Linked DNA regions of Drosophila melanogaster: all the other regions are linked to region 3. Evidence: chromatin contacts called from public Hi-C data. All regions are on one chromosome and are shown on one strand. The core of a region is the stretch at or near the end of the contact, and the rest is flanking DNA. Distances in the headings are between cores, read along the strand shown. Region 1 holds the start of Usp16-45 (Ubiquitin specific protease 16/45). Region 2 holds the start of CG4041. Region 3 holds the start of su(sable) (suppressor of sable).

What was found. Hi-C and Micro-C count contacts between places; a contact is called where the count stands out from the background.
Region 1: a Hi-C map of the Kc167 cell line shows a contact between it and region 3, with 3 times the contacts expected there. The contact joins the promoter of Usp16-45 here to the promoter of su(sable) in region 3. A contact is called at or near these places in 5 of 107 Hi-C or Micro-C datasets (the Kc167 cell line, the S2 cell line, embryo and 1 more).
Region 2: a contact with region 3 is called in a Hi-C map of the Kc167 cell line, with 3 times the contacts expected there. The contact joins the promoter of CG4041 here to the promoter of su(sable) in region 3. A contact is called at or near these places in 6 of 107 Hi-C or Micro-C datasets (the Kc167 cell line, embryo, larval brain and 1 more).

The regions. Positions count from the first base shown.
Region 1 is chrX:5,418,821-5,422,963 of dm6, reverse strand. Usp16-45 (Ubiquitin specific protease 16/45) reads right to left here and starts at 1,431. Exons shown (of 5, transcript NM_167037.2): 1 at 1,297-1,431; 2 at 1-384. The coding sequence starts at 342. spoon (spoonbill) reads left to right here and starts at 2,628. Exons shown (of 5, transcript NM_167034.2): 1 at 2,628-2,770. The coding sequence starts at 2,726.
Region 2 is chrX:4,917,087-4,920,884 of dm6, reverse strand. It overlaps CG4041, which reads left to right and starts at 2,438. Exons shown (of 6, transcript NM_131969.5): 1 at 2,438-2,764; 2 at 2,964-3,798. The coding sequence starts at 2,563. It overlaps Hgsnat (Heparan-alpha-glucosaminide N-acetyltransferase), which reads right to left and starts at 2,155. Exons shown (of 6, transcript NM_131970.1): 1 at 1,545-2,155; 2 at 1,292-1,431; 3 at 865-986; 4 at 616-790; 5 at 1-555. The coding sequence starts at 1,688.
Region 3 is chrX:634,018-638,313 of dm6, reverse strand. It overlaps su(sable) (suppressor of sable), which reads right to left and starts at 2,424. Exons shown (of 6, transcript NM_057406.4): 1 at 2,035-2,424. It overlaps Dredd (Death related ced-3/Nedd2-like caspase), which reads left to right and starts at 2,769. Exons shown (of 5, transcript NM_057903.4): 1 at 2,769-2,920; 2 at 3,025-3,750; 3 at 3,827-4,189; 4 at 4,258-4,296. The coding sequence starts at 2,831.

The sequences.
Region 1 (4,143 bases), core at 182-2,681, 4.8 Mb before region 3:
GCACTTGAGGCACAGCCACAGGGTGTTGTCAAATTCGAAGGTGACCGGATTTCCGCCAGGACCGACAGCTCCTTCACTCGCTCCCGCTCCCGCAGCGCTGCCCGCTGTCTTGCCCAGCTTCTGACATTGGCTGCACTCGTAGAGTAGACCCGTGGACTTCAGTAGACGCCTTAGTCGGGCCGCGTCCACCGCCTTCTTGATGTGCTGGCAGCTGGCGGTGGTGGGGGTGGCGCCATCCGACTGACCGGGCGAGCCGAGTCCTTTTCGATGATGCAGATCCTCATTGCCGGAATCCGTTGAGCAATCGTGGTCGCGACTGTCCGCCTGACGCTTCTTTACCATGGCAAGGTAGCTGCTTGGCCTTGGCCTCCTTGTGGGCGCGCTCTGGAAGGAATATGTAGCGTTCCAATCACAGATTCAAATCTTCGAATTGCTTCGAATGCAATCGTTATAGTCACAACCCTGCTGCTGCTCTTCCGATTCGGCTATCGATGTGTATAACTGGCAACGGGATTGAATTCGATTGGAACTCGCACCGACAGACTGACCCTATTGGCTTTGTTTGCTTTGTTGTCTTTCGTCACGTTTGGAACTGTGACCCAGGATTTGAGGTTAAGTTCGTCGCCCCGCTGCCAGCCAGCGAAATTGAGTGCCCCCGCTGTTTGACCACCCAAACATACATACATATATGTATTACCCTTTTTGCGATGATTTCTCGAAAATCCAAAGGACCCCGAACTCATACACGCACCCAACCAATCAAGCCCATACGCACGCACACATAGACACGAACTGTGATTACCCCCACACACATGCACAACAGGATCTGAGTAGTACCTTGAATTTACTCGCTGCGATATGCGTTGCACGTAAGCACACAACATATATGTTTTACAGCACTTTTATGCACTTTTTTTTATTCGTATATGCGTAAATAGAAAACGTGAACGACGTGACCAAGTGTGACCGTTGCTTATTTGGGTCGCAACTCCCGCGTGTGGTCAATTTCAAATTTTTAGGCTGTTGCTTCACCTCTCTGTTCGATGGCTTCCTCTTCTTCTGACCGCAATGGTATTCAAGTTTGGAACAACAACAATGTGCAAGTTCAAAGTCAGAAAATGACAAATAACCGAAAGGCACACAAAAAACAATCCTAAACATGTTTGCTTGCATGCCGAGACACGCACATACATCAATATTCATGTATAAACAAGCTTACAGTGTAGGAAATATAAAAAATTACAAAACTAGAACTGTGATTACCCACACACATGCACAACAAGATCTGCCTACTACCTTAAATTTACTCGCTGCGATATGTGTAGCACATGAGCACACAACATATATGTTTTATAGCACTTTTAGGCGCTTTTTATTCGTTTATGCGTAAATAGAAAACGTGAACGACGTGACCAAGTGTGACCGTTGCTTATTTTCGTCGCAAATCTCGCGTGTGGTCAATTTGAACCGTTGTCAGAAACTATAGGGTCTCGAAACATGTGCAAATAATTCATTTATATCATTCAACTTATGCTGCAAATAATTGCTATTATTATTATTTTAATTAATTATCCACACTGCTTATGTTCTTCGCTCAAACAGGAGGTAATTAAATCATTGAAGGGATTTCAAAAATCTATGTATGCATTCACTACTAACTAGCTTGGTCTTTTTTTTATTTTGCGCCGCTTTATAAATTTAAAAAAATATCATTTGGAATTACACACATCACTGTGTTAAATTAAAAAGAAGATTTTTAGTGATTGTTTTCTTTGAGATATTGAAGTCGCTATCTGCTCCTATATAAATATTATTTCGAAATTATCGATTTATAGTGCGCTATACTGACAAAAAATAGGCTGAAATTCGCATGAACAAGCATATTGTGGTAAGACAAAATGAAATCAGAACTTCCCAAGAACTACGTTGGAAAATTACAAATGCCCAAAAGTATTGCTCCACAAAATATCGTAACGAAATATCGCGAAATTTGCAACACTTTTGTGCACATTCGGTGGCAACGCCGCCTAAGAAAATACCTATTGCCCCAATCGATACCTATCGATGAGCGTGGGCAGCCCTGTTTGTGCATGTGCTGCCATTCGATTTGATAACCAGCACTCCGTGCACACGTTTTTCGGCTTTCTAGAAATAATTGGGCTGCGATTCAAACTGTGAAGTGATTTTTTCTATATTTTTTTTTTGTGTGCACAAAGGCTCTTGTAATTCGAGGATTTGGCCATCGCGAGTGCGGGTGATTAAGCAGGCAGCTCCGATTGCCAGAGTTTTGCGGATGCATGGCAACACTGCCGCACGCCGGCCATGTTATTGTGATTTGTAAAAGGTGGAACGTAGACACGTGTTTAATTCGTGCAGCACTTTAGCGTTGAGAAAACGACAGTAAATCGCCAGCAAATAAGCAAAAACAATACACAACTCGCGTGTGCAGTAGATAGCTTTGAAAGCACCCAAAGATAGTGAGCAAAATAAGTTACCCAAGCGGTTCACAAAGGTAAGAAATCGCAGCACGCGGAACATAACCTAGTACAAAAAAAGTGCGTGTGTGTGTTTGCCAAAACAGAGAGATGTGACGGAAAATGGTGTCATGTTCTGTTCTGTGTGGATTTGTTCCAATGTCCGTGTCTTGAGCTCTATTCGCACCTCTTTCCCGGTACCATAGCCAACGTTTTAACTACCTTTTTTTTGTCAACTTTTTGTTAAGTGTATGACTCTGCCTTGCCGCTGTTGTTGTTGTTCCGGCAAAGTGACAGTAAGTGGTTATGGAAAAAATTTGGAGTTCAATTCGGCGATTACACAATGACAGCACTCACACACACACACACCCACAATCGCACGCATACACATGCCGAGCATAAGTGCGTCTGTGTGTGTTACAGCTTTCACCGTTAATGTTCGGTTTTTTTACGCCTGAAAGAGAACAAAGGCGAAAAGGAGCTGCCACTCCCACAAAGAAAACATTGCGTCTATGCATACATACATATGTATACACATATAAAGTAGTATATCCCCCGATTATACAATCCCCGCCCATTTTTGGCCACCATATGATCGGAAACCACGTTGCCAAGATTATAACAATGTGGACTTTTTCGGCTAGCTGGCAATGTTGTTGCACCTGATTTGTTGTTGTTTTGGTGCTCTCTTCTGGCTTGCCTCTCTGTGTCGCTCATTCTCGCTTGTTCGGGGGAATTTCAAATTTTTAGGCTGTTGCTTCACCTCCCCGTTCGACGGCTTCCTCTTCTTTTGGCCGCACTGGTATTCGAGTTTGGAGCAACAACAATGTGCAAGTTCAAAGTCAGAAAATAACAAATAACCGAAAGGCACACAAAAAACATGCCTAAACATGTTTGTTTGCATGCCGAGACACGCAGACACATCAATATTCATGTATAAACAAGCTTACAGTGTAGGAAATACAAAAAAAAAATAACAAAAACTAGAAGACCATTGCGAAGTTGTTGTGCCCTTATCTTACATTTTGTCGTTTTAATTCAAGAGTTGATACGAATACGTGTAAAACTACACTTCTCCCTGCTCTTATGCATATCCATTTATTAAGAATTTTAGGCAAAATGTGGCAAGCTTTGTCAACAAGTTTTAATACTCTAAGCAAAGGGTATAAAACGTAATCTGAAAAATTCCCGTCACCCGGTTTCGACGATTAGGAAATGCCACAGCTGTCTGGCCAGTTGCCCTTCCATGGCCATTTTATAGCACCCCACTAGGCCCCTTATCCCCCACCCCCTGCATGCTCCCATCAACCGTTGATCTGTCGCTATATGTACATTTATACATATACATATGCATATACATATACATATGTACATACATACAATGTATGTTTGTGTTTCAGTTGCTTGTCGATTGAGCTTATCATCTGACCACTGTGTAACAGGAGGACCTTTGGGCCCTAACAAAGTGACGATATTGTGGATGGGGGGAAGCGGGAGTATAGTGGGTAAATCGGTTCTATAGTGAGTAACTTAAAAGTACTAAAGATCTCATGGCTTTAAACTACTGTTCGGCATGACTTGCACTTTTCGGGCCCCGGAAATTTTGACCAAATTCGAAGGAGCGTCTTACAATCCATTTGAATGGATTTTGATTAACGGTTTTCGGATT
Region 2 (3,798 bases), core at 1,189-3,688, 4.3 Mb before region 3:
GCGCCACCAATGCACTTGGGATGGGCATTGTAGTCGTGTTTGCCGCCAGGGCCCAAATAGCCGCGCGGACAGCCAGGCACGCGTAGGCCGAAGGTCAGGCCCAAATAGGTGGCCACCAGGGCCAGCAGCACAGCCAACTCTCCGCTGAACAGGCACACATCGTGAACGGCGCGCTGCCAGGATCTTTGAGGACTGATAGGCTCCCTGCGACAGCACAAAGTATGAAGAATCGCAACCACCAGGTATGCCACTCCGAATCGCTGCAGCACACCCATGATGCGCAGCTGCTCCAGATTCGGCCCGCTCATCGAGTTGAGGCACAGGCCGATGACGAACAGCTTTATCGATCGCCACAGTATGCGCAGGCAAATCCTCGCCTTACTGCTGCCTCGCGACAATTGCGATTTGACGGAGAGCGGTATGCACACGCCCATGATCCAGAGGAACGAGGGGAAGACGACATCGGCCAAGTGTAGTCCGTTCCAGGCTGCATGCTCGATCCAGGCGTAACCGCCGCCGCCGCTGTTCACGAAGATCATCAGAACAATCGAAATTCTATGGCGATCGATGGGAGAGCGGTGTTAGTTTTCAAAACACATGGACAATATGCTTTACCCGCGAAAGGTGTCCAGGCTGCGGAGGCGCTTCCTCTGCGTCGCCTTGGTGGCGGCTTCGCCGATGCTGTCGGCAGCGGCGGTGGCCTCGTCATAGCGATAATAACGCCAGGCGCAGCTCACTAGCTTCAGGGCGATTAGCAGGGCGGCAACCAGAACGAAAACGGCGATGAAAGCTGCGGGGATCATAGTATTAGCGATAAGTAATATGTATCTGGAGTGGCACTTGGCGGATTAAAGCGGCACTCACCGTAATTAATTGGTACGCCCGGCTTGTCCACGGCAAAGGCACAGGTGCCATTCGCTTGCAGGGTCAAGTTGTAGACACCGAATTCCTGCAGATCGCTGCGACGCAGCCAGCAGAGCGACGAGCTGCGTGAAAATCGAATCGATTCAAGATACACTGCTGATCATACAGACTTAGAGGAGAACAGGTGCAAGCAGTTGCGCTTAAACTAGTTACATGTACATGTATGCTAATCACAAGATGCACAGTGGCCATCGCCTATAGCCCACTTGGTCACAATAAACCATTCTAATCATTACAAGATTCTTGAGAGAAGTATTGTAGATTTACTCAAAGAAGTGCTAGCGTTCAACCTCAGCGTGTGACCACTGTACCTTGTGACTCCGCGCCATTCTAAGCGAGTGCCCACTGTACGTTGAGTGATACTCACACATTGTCGTAGGCATAGTGACCCTGATCGAGGTCGAATATTTTGAAATTCAGCGAATATGCCGAACTCAAACGTAACGGTTCAACGACGACGGCAGCGACGTCGGCAGCGGGCAGAGCTTTCACTTTGGTATACGGACACTGCGAATTGAAAACGGCAAAGAATACAATTAAAATCGAATTCACTGATGGCCACCCAATTGAAAGGGAAACCGATTGCGCGATGTGATTACATGGGGCCATCAATTTATTACCGTGTAGCATTCGTCGGACAGTGAGTACAGATGGGTCTGGCTGCTGAACTCCGAGCGCAGGTACAGGTAAAACTCGTCAACGGATAGCGCGCGCATATCCAGGTGGCGCCACTTCGGCTCCGTATATTCCACAAAAAGCGACATTTTTCGGTGATTTGCGTTCTTGTCGCGCTTCTCATTCACAAAGTTGCAGTTTGCAAAGTTGCAACTGCAATTGCCAAATAGCCAAATTGCATTCAACAGTTACTTACGACACAGACACAAACAAACTTGCATTTAAACGCGACGAGCGTCTGGATTGGACTAAACTAAATTTTGCACCATCTGAGGAGCGTTTTTCGAATCGTATCGCCAGCAAATAACAAAACAATTTCGAGTGCGCAATAAAAACAAAACCGCTATGCCAATAGCAACAACAAACGGAAGCAACAACAAGGCGACAACAAAACAAGCGATAGGCGATAACTAGCAATTGGTGTTGCAAACCGAGCGAAGAGGCTTCCCTACTGCCGTTGCGCAGAGCTGCCAGATGTTTCGTTTTTAGCTTTCTAATAATTTGTAATGTAACTATGTAAAGATATACAAAAAGTAGATATAGATAGATAGATATAACATTGCCTACTTCGTAATTAATGTAAACACGTTTCATCATACCTCGAACAAATTCCCAATAAGAGTTAAACAGCAAATGTAAATTCTGGCAGCGCCTCGCGGCTAAGCGCTCTCAACTGTTGCTCTGTTTATGGAAAAAAAAAAACTATAAACTTTAGACTTATAGATGGCGTATGAGTACCACCCTAATTGTGAATTTACCATACGTATATTTCGCTTAAACTTGTGCGCTTTTGCTAGCATCAGCCAACAAATTGAGGGCGTTGCACTCGCCGAAGTCTGGCAACGTGAACAGCTGTTTTTGCATTCCGCTCGCAAAAAAAAAAGAAAAAAAAATATTAAATTGTTGCTGATGCTGGCGTGAAGTCCAAGGAAATCGCTGTGATTTGCAAATCGCATCGAGATCATGGGCACGCGGGAGCGCGAAAGGGAGTGCCGCCTGTGCGCGGTCACCTTCTTCGCGAAACTGCATCCCGGCGACGTGTGCGGCAGCAACGGCCTGCCCCTAACGCCCAACTCGATTGCGATCCTGGGGCGTGCCCAGAAACTGAAGGAGCTGCAGGACGAGCACCTGTGCCAGTACCTGGATGTGATCCGCGGCAAACACGGTGGGTAGCCAGCGCCCAGGAAGCCAAGCAACCGGTCTAATCCGGCGAGAATCCGGAAACACCCACTATTACATCTCGTTTCCCCACAAAACTCCCATTAATTCCACACGTGCCAAGATTACAGATTCATCTACGGATAACACTCACTAATTCCACGACTGCCACGACTCACTTCTAACGCGAAACCCCTTCATTTCAGAGCGCACCATTGTGGTTTCGGAGTATCTGGGACTCTCACTGGAGGACTACGCCATGCGTCATCCACCGCTGGCCATTGCCCAGATACTGAGAATCTTCTACCAGGTGGCGTGCGGCATCAATGTGCTGAGTCGACACCATCTGGTGGCCCACAACGTGGAGCCCAAGCACATTCTACTCTCCAGCGATGGGCAGCGGGTGAAGCTCTTCAACTACGGGCTGCATCACATGACCAAGGGCGGTGCCTATGTGCCCTTTCCCATTGGCAACATTCGCTACATGGCACCCGAACGACTGCTCGGTCTGAATGGCAATGTGAAGAGCGACGTTTGGTCGCTGGCCCTGGTAATGGTGGAGCTAATATTGCAGATCGAGCTGTGGCCGAAGCTCAAGCTCTCGAATGTGGTTAGAAAGATCCTGGCCTTTGGCAAGAGCAACGGGGCGTTGGAGAAGATTGCGCGAGAGCACCAGTGTCACGAGCGCTATGTGCAGATGGATCAGCGCCTGCGACAGCTGCTGGAGAGCTGTTTAAGTGTACTGCCCAAGAGGAGACCACTGCCAGGTGAGCTCTTGGAACATCCCATTTTCGAGGAAGTCCTATTGGATTTGAAGAAACAGAAGATGCAGCCACTGAGCCCAGAAACCGAACATTTACCGCTGCTGCTGCGATGTCCCTTGTCGCAGATCTACCACCTGTGGCAACTGGCCGGCGGAGATGTGCAGGCGGAGCTGAAAAAGGAGGGCCTCATCCGGAGTGAGGCACCCATTTTGGGTCTGCCACAAATCGTTCGCCTGAGCGGCGCCAGCGTTTGTCCCGGCCGAAGCCAGGCGCAGCT
Region 3 (4,296 bases), core at 1,175-3,674:
TTTTGAATACCATATATGGATGCATAAATATGTTTTAAGGTCAAATTCCCAATCTAATCATATATAAGGACGTCTTATAATTTGTCTTAACGTCCAATTACAATATAAAATGGTATCTTAAAATAAAGCAACTGCTAGTATTAACTAAAAAGGTGGAATGTACCATAATACGCTTCTAAGTGAATAAAAACGAATTAATAAATGTAGTTTAATGCCCCTTATTCTTTTTTTCCAAAATCATTCGGGGATTATTTGAATCACCCCATTGGCGGTCAAAATTTTGAACACAAATGAAAGGAATTGGTTAACACTAAAATCAAGCGTTGCTTGAATAAATGCTACATTAATGTTTTTGAGGTAAATACAATATAAAATGGCTGGTATCACAAATGACTACGGATTCAGAAGGCACGTCCAAGTACTAGCGACAGAAACTATTGACTTAAGATAGACCACCCGGATCATACGATCCTGATGCATTCAGTCAGAGTCACTTTGTAGCGTGGGCAGCATGGCTGCGATGAATGTTTTGGGCACCCTTCCTTATCTCAGCACTCGGAAAGTTTGAGCACTTTTCGCTGACAATGGTTGGATTGCTCTTTGTTGGTTGGTTTAAGTGGGATCGGATCGCTTAGGTTTAGCCTGGCACTTAGCTAGTTCCAAAGTGCAGCAACAAAATAATAAGCAAATCAGTTTGATGAATTAAAGGGTATGGGTCCTGGACATGCTTCCAGTATAAAATAAAAGTGATCAACAAAGTTGCGCTAGCACATTTGTTGTGTGGAGAGAACGAGAAAGGAAAATACACTTTTTACAATTGGCTTAACATAAAGATTCAGTTATACGTAGTTTTGGACAGCGAAACAAATTCCAGAATCCGAAAAGCGAAAGTCGAAAGCAACGGAGTGGCTTTCCATTGAGCCTAGGAACAATGGGGAAGTCGTAGGCGTTTGCCTTTATTATTGTGCGTAAGCGGAGTGAACCGTTATGAGCCACACGCGCATATGTACATGTGTATGTAAATGCTCGTAGCATTGTACATATGGCGCGGATGCGTGTATATATTTGGATGTAGCTGATGGACGGAATCATTGCGATTGATGAAAATAACAAAATCCAATGCGTCTCACACACGTGCATATAGAGCGCGTGTTTAGTTCTGACTCGCGATTGCCAAGCATGTCGACTCGCTCGCACACTCATGATCTAAGCAGGGCATACACACACACAGCCGAGGCGTGCAGTGCGAGTGCGCGTGTGTGTGTCGACTGCGAGGCAAAATGTTTTTGTCTTTGTTTATACATACATACATATATTTTACAGCGACTTCAAAGCGAATTTGAATATAATTGTTACACTTGAGGTGAAAGTTTTTGTTTGGTTTTCGGTACGATTTGTTTGAATGCTCTGTAAATGGAAGGCGTTCATGCGTGTGGCTTCCCTGCTGCGCAGTTTCCACTTGCATATGTACGTACATACGAACAGCAAAAGAAAAGCACGCAATTTATCTTTTTGTTTGGCTGGCGTTCCAAAATCAAGTGTATGCAATTTAAAAAATTTGCACCATCTGTCCCTTTCTAGCACCCACGTACGTGGGCGTGGGGAGACATGGCCCCGAGAAACATACATACATACATGCATACGCACACATGCATATGCATTGAAGTACATACAAAAATCTGGGAACTACTTATGCCATACAAACATTTCATTTGTTCGATCTTACTCTCTTAGCGTGACTGCTTTATGCTTTTTTGTGGAACATTAACAACTTTTCGGTATTTGTTATAACATTGCTGTTCGGTTTTCGGTTTATAGATGGGATTTTGTTGGTTCGTTGTTTTGCATTTCGCATTTTGCTTTTCGGATTTTCTGCTTTAGTGTTTTGTTTGCGTCGCTGCTTACATAATGTGGAAGTGGTACAGTAGGTGGATAAATATATACATATATATAGAGGCATACATGTATGGGATATAGCAGTGGCCTCACATAGATGTGTATATACATGCATATGTATATATATGTTTGACATACATCTGACTTATACGTATTTGATGACGAAGTGGTTGTGAGGTACATAGATAGGTACGAGACAAATCGTCGAATTTTTCGCCAGTTTTCGTAAATCGAATAGCGGCTTTAGTTTTTTCTTCTGATACTATATGTATGTACAGATTTATATATATGTGCGTGAGGCAAGCGCGCGCTCTCGCTCGCACCCGCTTGTAGCTTGCTTTCGCCCTCTTTCTCTGCCTGAGGGCCCCGTATCTCAGTATCTGTCCCTTTCTCTCTGTCTGTCTCTGTTACGCTCATGGACAGAATACAATATACAAAAACATTAAATTAATAAAACTTTTCGTCCAAAACATAATATTCAGGAGTTGTGTTGTTAACAGTTCAACAGATCGACTTAAACGAACTAGAGGTGTGGAAACATAAAAATACCAGTACATCGATATTTTTCGCAAAGAACATATCGTCGTGTTGGATGATATTAGTTAATCGATGTTTTTACCTAGTATATTTGGTATTTCCCCAAAAACCGTGAACGCAAGCTTACTTTTAAAGCTAAAGGCTCGCTGGCTGCGACATTTTTAAATATTAACCGATTGTTGAACCGGTTGTTAAACTTCTATATCAAAAAACTACATCATCTGTTTCTTAAGTATAATTAATAGGTAGCACCCCGATCTTTCGCTATTGCAGAAAACATATCCATTTATCGATATCGATCGGTGGAAGCTCTTCAGGCCACGGCTATCGGATGTCAGCGAGTGCAATTTATCGGCCATTTCCTAAAGTGAAACATTTTTGTATATTCCCGATCGCCATGGCCGGATCAAACCTGTTGATTCATCTAGACACCATCGATCAGAACGATCTGATCTACGTGGAACGTGACATGAACTTTGCCCAAAAGGTATGGCACCTCCCTGGGAGGACTTTTCGAATATGACTCAAATGTTTTACACATCCGCTAGACCAAAGTGTTAATTAAACAGTAGAACCTTCGTTTTCTTCTAGGTGGGCCTCTGCTTTCTGCTTTATGGCGACGACCACTCGGATGCCACCTACATTCTGCAGAAACTTTTGGCCATGACACGATCAGACTTCCCGCAAAGTGATCTACTCATAAAGTTCGCCAAGTCCCGGCCAGAAACCTGGAGAAGACATCTCGTGGAGGCCCTGTGCATTATTGGGGCCCGCAAGGTGCTCCGGAGACTGGGTTTCTGCTGGCAGGAGCTGCGAATGCACTACTTGCCGCATATCGCTGGGATCACGCTGCATGTCCATCCTCTGTTGAAGAGCCTCTACAGGATGTGTGAGGAGTTGTCGTTGGTGCAGAGTGGCCGCTTGCTCCTAGATGTTCGCGAAAAGGTGGAGAGCCAGCAGGCAGGAGATCCACTTCGCTTCTACGATCCCGCGTACCTGGAGATCTTTTTGCTGGACTGGCTGACCAGAAGGAGCATAAAGTTAGGGGACATAAATGCCGCAGGCAGCGATGTTCAGCTGCTGGTCGGCCATTTGAAGTCCAACGGTCTGCAGGCGCAAGCAAATTTGCTCAAAGACACCATCATTAGTAACGCTCCGGAGCCAGATGCGGCTGGCACTGCTGCGATGGCAGTCAAGCAAGAGATTGAATCGGATAACCAGCAGTCGTACTGTTCCACACAAATAGATGCTCTTAAGTTGACCCGGGAGAACGCAGGAATCGCCTTGATTATCAACCAGCAGAAGTTTCACCGGAATGTTAGCAGGGATAATATGGTTTCATCTCTGCAATATTGAGTAACAAAAAGAAGTACAACATTGCCCTTCTCCACAGAAATTTCTGTCGCCCGACCCACTGCGTAGACGGGATGGCACGGATGTGGATAAAGAACGACTAATCGAGGTGTTTTCCTCGATGGGATACAATGTGGAGGCGTACGACAACGTGGATCACATGGGCATCATAGAGCGCATTCGCAGTGCGTGCGATAGATCGCTCGTGCGCGATTCCCTAGTGGTCTTCATCCTGAGCCACGGCTTCGAGGAGGCCGTCTACGCATCCAACAGCATCGCCATGAAGATCACGGATATCGAGGACTTGCTCTGCAGCTACGACACCCTGTACTACAAACCGAAGTTGCTAATCATACAAGCCTGCCAGGAGAAGCTTGTCCATAAAAAGAAGCCAAATGAGCTCGTAAGGAGATTTATAAGCATGAAGTCGTCGAATGGGAAAGCCTATACATTTTCGTATTCCTCTTTCAGTTTAGGATAGACGTGACCACCGTGTCGCCGGACCAGCAC